Linked DNA regions of Mus musculus: region 2 is linked to region 1. Evidence: chromatin contacts called from public HiCAR-type data. All regions are on one chromosome and are shown on one strand. Each heading gives the region's core, a stretch centred on a gene start, on an enhancer-like site or on the middle of the called end of the contact. The rest is flanking DNA. Distances are from core to core; before and after follow the strand shown. Region 1 overlaps Gm46361 (a long non-coding RNA gene). Region 2 overlaps Gm36660 (a long non-coding RNA gene).

The links. HiCAR-type assays count read pairs that join an accessible place to other places.
Region 2: a contact with region 1 is called in a HiCAR-type map of fibro-adipogenic progenitors, with 3 times the contacts expected there. The contact joins two enhancer-like sites. A contact is called at or near these places in 1 of 484 Hi-C or Micro-C datasets (bone marrow-derived macrophages), 2 of 115 datasets of contacts at active chromatin or transcription factors (embryonic stem cells and fibro-adipogenic progenitors) and 1 of 9 other capture datasets (embryonic stem cells).

Annotation. Positions count from the first base shown.
Region 1 is chr12:79,885,715-79,890,576 of GRCm38.p6, forward strand. All of the region lies in intron 1 of Gm46361 (a long non-coding RNA gene), which reads left to right. Among named protein-coding and RNA genes, the nearest start is that of Gm46362, 4.5 kb to the right of the region's middle. Within about 2 kb of position 1,972, at least 66 of the 459 cell types and tissues checked have an H3K27ac peak or open chromatin away from gene starts, as enhancers often do. A contact at or near this core is called in fibro-adipogenic progenitors, where this site is marked.
Region 2 is chr12:80,033,031-80,037,892 of GRCm38.p6, forward strand. All of the region lies in intron 3 of Gm36660 (a long non-coding RNA gene), which reads right to left. It overlaps Gm36834 (a long non-coding RNA gene), which reads left to right. Exons shown (of 5, transcript XR_381742.3): 5 at 4,395-4,862. Among named protein-coding and RNA genes, the nearest start is that of Gm36834, 16 kb to the left of the region's middle. Within about 2 kb of position 2,116, at least 35 of the 459 cell types and tissues checked have an H3K27ac peak or open chromatin away from gene starts, as enhancers often do. A contact at or near this core is called in fibro-adipogenic progenitors, where this site is marked.

The sequences.
Region 1 (4,862 bases), core at 722-3,221:
TCCATGGTTAGCTATTTATAAGCTCAGACCTCCCGAGGGGCTGGTCTTGAAGTTAAGGACTTTTGCTCTTAGATCTCCCCAGATCTCTAGGACTGAGAAGCTGTTTGGCAAAGGCAAGTGGTTGAATACCAAAACAGCCGCAGAGAAACAGCTTCCTCAGGCCTTGGCGAGACTGTCACACATTTCAGAGCAGATATAATGGTAGCAAGGTCTATAGAAACAGGAATGAGGCCGTTAAAGATTCACTAGGAGAAGGGACAGATAACCAGACCAATCCCAGAGATTCTGTCTACCCCTTTCCTCTGCTCCCAATTCCCCGCTTCGCATGCCTCCCACTTTACATCCCTACTTAAAGTCCTCCCCTTTGCATGGAGGCCACTTCATGTGCTCTTGTAACCCCAATACCTTGCTTTACCAGGATAGACTCAGATGGAATCATTTCTTCGATCTGTCAGTGAGTGCCTTATCATTCCAGAAAATAATTAAGCAACGAGAATTGTTTCTGTGTCCCTGGCAGGAAAAAAAGGGGGCAGGGGCAAATTATTTTACCAGGCATGAGATTTAGTAACTTAATTCTATTGTTTAAAATGAAAGGTTATATGAAAATCCTGACAGATGAGCTTAGAGAGTTTGCAGCGTGTTTCTAATGGGATAGTCATCGTCCTGCCTTCTGGCCTGTCATGTTTGTCTGCCTGTCATGTTTTAACTCACAGCTTCCATAAAACCCCCAGAAAACCTTGTTTTCAATCCCATAGCTACAGCTGAGAGCAACCCTTCCCTGTCTTTATACAGTGCTCTGTGATGGTCAAAGCACTTAGCACAAATCACATTTCATAGATGAGGCAATTGACGCACATTAAAGGACTTGCTTTGATTGGCATTGCTGAGACCTGGGACTCCCACCTAAGAGCCCTACTCATTAGACCAGGCTGACTCCCAGGCATCAGAATGAAACAGCAGTGAGAAAGGAAGCCAGGGGCTGGAAACGGCTCTTCAGTTAAGAGAACTTGTTGTTCTTCCAGAGGGCTGGATTTAAGTTCCAGCACCTACATCATGGCTCACAACGCCTATAATTCTAGTTCCTGGGGGCATCCAATGCTGTCTTCTGGCCTTCTTATTCTGTGTACATGGTGTACATACATGCAGGCAAACCATCCAGACATATAAAATACAATTTAAAATGAACAAGAAAAGAGGAGCCAAGCAGTATTTTAATCCTATTTGGAATTCCAAGGAAACCTTGGAAAGAGTATCAGAACTTTGATGGTATTTGTTAGTGTGGCCCAATAGAAGAGTAGATACCTTAACAAACTTTGCACAAGACACATACATCTTGAAATCAAATCGACTAACCTTCTTGGAAATAGCAAAACTTTACACTAGAACTTGGCTTGAATGAAGAGATTCACAGCAAGCCTGAATCCTCATCACCCTTGTAAAATGATTCAGGCACCCCAGCAAAGACCCCAGTGTCTTGCTTGTGCTTGACCATGAAGGTCACCCTTCACAATGGAAGGTTAATACTGACTCCAAAGTGAGCGAGCCACTGTCTCCATCACTGCCACTTACTACAGCCTGTGCTCCGTGTTCCTTGGAAACCTCTTGCCTCAGCTTGGGCTTGACCCAACCCACTTAGAAGGAGGAGAGCAATTTTACAGCCCTGCGTGGAGTGACTCCAAGCCAGTCGTATCTATTTCCAAGTGATCTGACGCAGCAAGCAGATCATGTTTCCTTTGGAGGCTTGGCTGAGAAAAGCTGGGCTGGCAGGTCTGAGCCAGAGTGAATAAAACGACTGTCAAGAAAAATCCCAAATGGCCTCTAAGGAGGGAGGACTAATGAAATGCTCAGGTCAGAGGTGGGGTGCTTTCTGGGGAGATTGTAAAAAGAAAGGAAGATGAGGTGAGCATGTGTGAAATTTGCAAGAGTCAACAATGACAGGGGACGCCAAGCACACTGGCACATGCCCAGAACGTTCCGAGAGCAGGCACCTAGCCTGAAACAACTCTCTCTCATACACACAAAATCTAACTCTTAATTTGAAGCGTACCTTTACTCAGAATTTTTATTGGAATTTCTTACGGTTGGTTACCTGTCCACCTTGCCCCCATCCTGCCAAAGCCAGCAGCGATTCTAAGTGCTTTGCCAAAGACCAACAAAGCCCTGTATTCAATTATTCTTGTCTCAGGGAATAGAAATTAGGGAATTCCAGGAACGGGATGTGGGAACAACTGAGAAGCTAGGCTTCACTTGAGATCCTTGAAAAAGAAATAAATACCTTGTTGTTGGGATAGAAATAGAATTGGGTCTGCACAGATCATTTGAAAGGAGAAGCCAAGTCTTAGGACTGGCTCTAGCCCGCTGACTTTCTGCTCAGGATGATAAGAGCAGACCATTGACCATCAGATCCCACGGGCATGTGTCTGGCTCTTGGTTCTCTTCTTTGGCTGTACATGGGGTATTTTAAAGGGCAAGACACGGGGACAAAGCTGTTTTTCTTGAGCAAGAGGTGTGTGCGTCCAGCTCCACACTTGTCAGTGAAGCCCTTTTCCATCCAAACAGCTTGGCCACTGGATATGGTAGCAGCAAACGGCCACTTCCCCTTGCCTCATGCCCCTGACAGTCAGCTGGCCTGTTTCAGGGCCCTACTGTGTGCCAGTCATTGTCTTGGAATGGAACCAGAATGCCCTTGCCCTTGGTGTCTTGTCTATGTATCTGGACAGGAGACACCTGGGGCAGAAACAGTGTGAGAAACACTGGAGATTTGAGAAGAGGAGCCACCAGAGTAAACATGAGGACAGAAGGGGTCATCCCTAAGGTCTTTATTCTCCTTTAAGGACCCCACATTGATTTCCAAAATATCAATTATCCATTTGTTATTTAGATAGGCTTGGGGTTCAACATGAAGTGGAATATGGAATATAAAAAAGGATTGCAAGGAAAGGGCTCATGTGGCTTAGTAGGTAGAGTGCTTGCCTAGCACGTATGAGGACCTGTGTTGAATTCCCAGCTCGGCAGAAACCATGTGTGGTGCAAGCACACATATAACCCCCGGGTTTGGGGTGGAGATAGAAGCAAGATAATCAGAAATTCAAAGGTCATCCGTGGTTCTAGAGCGGGTCTGAGGTCATGAAACTGTCTGTGGAGCTGGAGAGATGGCTCAGAGGTTAAGAGCACTGTCTGTTTTACAAGATGACTCGAGTTTGAGTCTTAGTACCCACAAGGTAGCTTACATGGGCCTGTAACTCCAGTTCCATGGAATCCAACTCCCTCTTCTGGCTTCTGTGAGCACTAGCTAGGCACACATCCAGTTCACAGATAAAACACCAAACACCCCACCCATACCAGTTCTGAACACAAAGACTAGCACAAACAGCTACTGTGTTTGAACAGTTGTCTCCCATTTGTAGAGTAGAGAGAGAACCAAGAGTGGCCAGATCCCAGAGGGAATCTGCCATAGCCGGTGTGTGTGTGTGTGTGTGTGTGTGTGTGTGTGTGTGTGTGTGTGTGTCACATTCAGGTTGATGTTGGCACAGATGGAAAGGGCAGATGTCAGTGAGAGAGGGAAGATCAAGAGTGGTTTTAAGTTTTCCATTTGGGTATCTGTGGGATAGCAATTTTGTCAACTGACATAAAAGAGACAGGGGAGGAACATGTGAGGCGATTGTCATAGGAGGCAGGGTCATGATAACCAATATGCTTTAGACATGTGTGATTGGAGAGAACCACACAATGCCCAGCTCGAAGTGTCCTGTAGGCATTTGGAAATACATGTGGGAAATTCAGGAAGATGGCTGGGCCTGAGATCGTAGAGCATGGGTGGTAAGTGAAGCCAGCAGAGTAATAAGGTCACTCAAGCAGAACAAACATATCTGAAAGAGCAAACAGAAGCCCAAACCTAGAGAAGACACCATTTGATGCGGCAGCAGCAAAAGACGCTGGGGAGGAGACAGAGGGAGAGATCTAAGAGGTAGGAGGAGGAAAAAGGAGGACTTCCAGCTACTGTTGACAACAGGTCAGGGCAAAGGTCAGTGGGTATAGGAGCTGTCACTCTGGGTAAGCAGTCTGCCCAGTTCTTAGCAGGTTACTCTTACTGGGGAGCACTTAGGGATACTGGGCCATGAGACAAGCGAGCTGTGTCCATCAGGACTTACTTACGTCACCTACCATTTCTAGATGTGGATGAGTGCTGAATGTCCTACCTATGTAGGGAAGGCCTTAGCTTGACCACACCATTAGCTCCTGTCTCTTACTACCTCTTACCAAGAACAGCACTCATGGACTAGATAGGTGAACAGCCCATATATAGAGGTCTGGGTCCAGGTTTCAGAGTTTTAGATGCTGGGGTTAGTCCTCATGTTAATGCTGATCTAGGTCTCTCCTTAGGCTAGCCCCCTTCCTCAGAAACCCCTGCCACATCCAGACCATCTCTAGGGATATCCCCATCTGCCTTCCTTCTTGTCACAATGATGTCTGCATTTACTGTAGTCGCTGAAGTAGACAGAAAAATGGCATGAAAACTTATAGAGAAGACGGTACAGAAAACCTATCGCTGTGAAGACGCTTTAGCTCAAGTGGGGAGAGTTAGATGGGCTAGGTACCCACTCACTCCACAGAGCTCGGAATGCACGTATCTGTAGTGAATCATGAAGGGAGGGGACGCAGCCTGGTCCTCTAGTCTTCCTCCTCCTTGGAATACATAGGTCCCTTCTAGCTGATGCTCTCTGAGGGACAGGGTCATCTGTCTTGTGTACTTTTCCAAGGTATCCTTCCTCCCTAAGAAAGAACAGGCCAGGCCCGAGCAAAGCATATTGAGACACCCCGACATCGAACACTCCTCGGCCTCCCTGGTCTCATTGTCCACA
Region 2 (4,862 bases), core at 866-3,365, 150 kb after region 1:
GTAATCCCCGCCCTCCTAGAGGCCCTGCCCCAACTCTCTACCTGTTCAGGACCCGTGCCATTCTGGGAAACACAGGAGCCCCTCTGTTCCTAGTCACTTAAAGGATCCTCTATAACACTAACTTCCTGTGAAAGCAATGCTTGGGAGTTTTTCAACAACAGCTATGGGGATGAAACTCTTAGTTCACCCCAGTCTCAGCAGTATTTCTTTCTACCCCTATAACTTAGGCAAATAATACCAATATCTAAGTCTCCCTCCCTCCTGCCAAGGAATAGAATATCTGGCAAAGTCAAATGACAGAGAGAGTGTATAACATAGGTGACAACTCTTGGTTCAAAATTAAGTGACCTATGCTATTATTCTCTAACTATGTAAAGAAAAAAAGAGTGTTCCGTTATACAAAATGTATTTTAAAATAAACAACAAATTCTTTGCCACCTGCCCCTCTGAAACTATGAGTTGATCTAGAAAAAAATAACAGAAGGTAGAAGGGTTTTTTTCAATATCTGATATCCAATCATCATATGATCTCACTAGGGAGTGGGTGGGAATGGGAAGGGACAGTGAGGAGCAATGTCCACGCAGAGACCTTTGGCTCCATGTGAGGAACCAGAAGGCATATGGAAGGCAGCAGACATGCCCAGAAGACAATGCCTGCTGGCCTCTGCTTCTATAAGCCTTGAGTCCACCTCTCAAGCTCAACATTACATCCTACCTGACCCCAGCCCTTCTCTAGAGCAGAGATTCTCAGCCTGAGGACTTGAGACTTTGGGCTGGAAAGTTCATAGTGTGGGACTCTCCAGTGGCCTACAGGCGACTTAATGACCTCAGAGCCAACACTAGATGCCATAGCACTCCTTCCATTGATAGGTATGATCAAAAAACTTTTTTTTCTGTAGACATTAGCAAAGAATGCCTGCCCCTTATTAAAAACCTCTGCTATAAGCAATTGCATGGGCTCCTTGGTTCCCATACCCATCTTCTTCTCTACCTCCTACTGGACCCTCCTCCCTAACCCTCTCTATAGCACTGGAACATCTCCCCAACATTCATAGGAAGAAGAGTCACCAAGTAGCCCTTTGCGTATCAGGAGCACAGCTTAGCCAAGCTGCTGGCAAGCAGAAACAATTGGTTAACAGAGCAAGAAAAGTCCAGCTCTGGGCCAGGGAGAACCCCAGAAATGGGGGAAGAACTCGAGGCCTCATAAGGTTCCAGAGTTGGCCACAGATGGTATCGTGTGTGCCTTGGCTTCGCCACATCTGCTTGGTCAGTAGCCCATTCTTGGGGCAGCTGAAAAGAAGTCAGGGAACTGAGCCTTGGCTGCCCTAGAAAGTCCAGGCTCTGGGTAAACCCCCGAGAGTGTTCAAGAGGCCTAGGATGAATTGGGAACCAAATAGGGAGCCACACACAGGGCTTGGGATATAAAGCTTCCTTGTGAATAAATTATGTAAGCATTCTCCAGCAAAGGAAAAGACAAGAAGAGAACCGAGGTGTCAAAGGATCTGGGCTTCACAGGGATGGTGACTTTGGAGCACATTTTGTTGCTAAGGAGAAGTTTGCCAGATGGACAGAGAACACTCCTGAGAATGGGCACACACTGGGCATGTGTAGGCAAAGGACCTGGAGGTTGGGGAGAGGCTGACAGGACTGTGTGGCTGGTAGAGGAGCCTTAGTGGATGACAGTGATTTGCCCTCGGGAGACAGGGAATGCGGATACAATGGGAAAGGCTGGCCGGCAGCAGGAGAATGAATGGTAGGTGTGTGGTGCTTCCCCATTCTCAGCATTGAAGTCAGCTAGCAGCTCATATAAGCAGCCCATCTGCCATCCCTGTAACACACCAAGCACACACTGATCTTGGCAAATCCTAGCCCATGACCTTCAGCAACACAAGTTCTGAACACCCTCACTAAGGGCTCACACACAATGAGGGTCAGAGTGGCCCCCACAATCCCTGGGGCCTGGACCACCCAGACACATCTTCCCTCCAGGCTACTCCGAAAGGTCCCCTGGCTGTGAGCCTCACCCTGTCTTCCAGTGCACAAAGGTCAGATGGAACCAGAGAACTAGGCTCAGCCTGAGATGGAGAAGACTCCTCCCCCTGCTGGCCCCACCCCATGAACCTGCCGTATCCCTCCCAGCCCCAGAAAAGGGCTGGACAGTCATCATTTCCAACATGCCTGGGCTGCACCTTTCATGTCTGGTAGCTCTGCTGGGAACTCTAGAACAGCTGAGCCAGCTTTTCAGGACAGGCCAGAGCTCGAGCGGTTGAAGACATTTTTCCCTAGAGGATCTCAAACCTTTTACCAGAAATGGGGGTGACTGAGCTGTGGGAGGGCCCAGAGAAGCAGAATCATAGCCAGGAGGGTGACAGCTTTGGCAGTAGAGTGACTGCTGATGTAAAAGACAACTTCCCAGGGAGACAAAGCCCAAAGGCTAAAACTGCAGCTTCAATGCACTGTATCTGAACTTGAAACCAGAGCTCAATTCTAATAAAAACTCATACAGACGTAATAGGGGTGGAAGTTGCTGGGACTGAGGGAAACATTTCGCCTCCACTTGCCTGCCTTTGGAAGACTTCTGAGAATGCCCCCAAAATGAAGGTCATATGATGCCCTTTGGTTTAAGTCTTGAGTTCTGCATCTGTTCTGTACTTTCAGTCTTTGAGATGACTTATCAAACACACAGCCTGAGTTCTGGGCTGTCTCACCAAAAACATTGATAGGCTACCTTTTGCAGATGAAGACAGCAGACTCCTGATGAAATTTGATTCAAATAAACAGCAGCATAACTTTATATCCCCATGTGATGTTTGGATCAGAGTCATAGGAAAATATTGCTGTTCACCTGAAATTCAGATTTAAACCTCCCTGGCAAACTTAGAGAGAAAACATGTTCACATTTGACATTCTCCACCCATCTCAGCGACTTGTACTCAGAGGAGTTTTCCTTGGGACCGTTTGCTTTTGCTTGTGTGTCTGTATCTCTGTTTTGTGGTGCAAATATAGAACTCAGAACAATGTTAGATAAGCACTCTACCACTGAGCCCAACCCAATTAGCTCTTATCTGCTGAGAGCTGCAAACCCCAGAACACACGTAAATGACTTCGTCCCACTCTGAACATGTCAACATTAAAGCTTCTAGCCTGTACACATCTCTTACTGCCCCTTGTTCTCCCTGGACATTCATCCATTAGTGGTAGGCAGGCTTCAGACAGAAAACCTGCATGTTTCTTAGTGAGTAAAGAAGGCAGGGGATGCTGGAACCAGGCTGCCTACTTTCAAAGTTCATGCCAACTGCAGAGTGACTACAAGGCTTCAATGATTGAGATTAACGTCCCTGTTTACAAATGGGCAATGACATACTCTCTCCATAGGGTTGCCGTGTGAATCAAACAAGAAAGTGACTCTGGTGAAGAAGTTGACTGTTAGTGACCAGGCGCAGTGACTGTACCAGGACAGGGTCAGTGATGAGTTGAAGCTGGCAGTGACTGATGGCATCCACACAGTCTGCTTTGGAAGGCTCTTTCACTAGCCACTCACCAGCATAGTGATCATGTGTACTTCGCACAAACAACAAAGCTATAGCAGCCACAAGGAGGGTTGCCCAGGGGATAGAGAAAACTCTCTGGGAAGCTGTCACCTGTGACACAGTGTGATGCCCAGTGGCTTCCTCTAAGGGCACAGACTGTCCCTACTTCACCAAGGGAATGCAGTCCAACATCTTCCCTGGTCAAGTGTGAATCATGCATCTTTAAAAGGCTGGTAAGAACTGCCCCTTCCTATGATAAAACTAACTGGCTGGTGACGGAGAAAAATACCGTGGATCTTCTTAGAACCCCACGGGTGAATATCTCAAGGAAGAGAGATCTGCTGGCACCCTTCCAACCCCTCTTCTTCCTCCTGAGTCCTAGTAGGGCTTCTTGAGAGACCCTAGTCCCCAAATGAACAATTTACTGAATGGCAGTTCTTAGAATCTATGAAACGTAATAGTTTCCGAGGATCTCCATGAACATTGTCAGTGGGTGCATTTTGCTAAACAGTCACCGACGGGACATTAAATTTGACAAAAGCTCAGAGCCCTAGAAAAATTCCATTTTCTTATAAATACAGTCTTCTTATGGATATATTTTTCCCCCTCTCAAATGTGCTGTTTGAATTAAAATATTTCATTTTTCTTAAGAATGTGTTTACAGAGAATCATAAAGAATACGTTAGATCAAGTACTAAAATATTCTTAATGCATAGTTACTAACGTCTCTGGGCAGATTGCAGCCAGATGTTAATGAAAAAATTCTTCAAGTATATTTCAGAAGATTAAGACAATTTTTGGTAGAATTTAAATGTTACTAAATTTGAAGATTTGGTGACTTGACTCTCCCTCTTTTGTTTCCAGGATGTTTTTGAGAACTTCTGAAACACCAGCCCTCAAATATGAATATGTGTCCTGACATGGGAAGGCTTGGCTTGGCTTCTGACTCTTAGATTGCAGCCCCAGGGATTCTGTTATAAGGGGGAGAATGTCTAAAAGTCTGCCCCTTAAGTACAGTGGGAAGGCGCTCAGGTGCCTCCAGAGCCCGAACCTCATTTTGAGAACAAGATTTTAGCATGATGGGGAAAACAGCCAACAGTGAAGCGTTCTGCTGACGTCTGAAAGGGTTGCTTTCGTCTTTCAGCACACACTCCAATTACATGCAGTGTTGTGCTAATTTGGAAGAAGGTGGAGGGTTGTTTATTTGTTAATTTTTGGTTTTATTATTATTTTTTTATTTTTAGACAGGCTTTAGTTATCCCACATTGGCCTGAAAATCACTACTGTAGGCAAGAATGGCCTTCAGCTTCTGATCCTCCCACCTCCATCTCC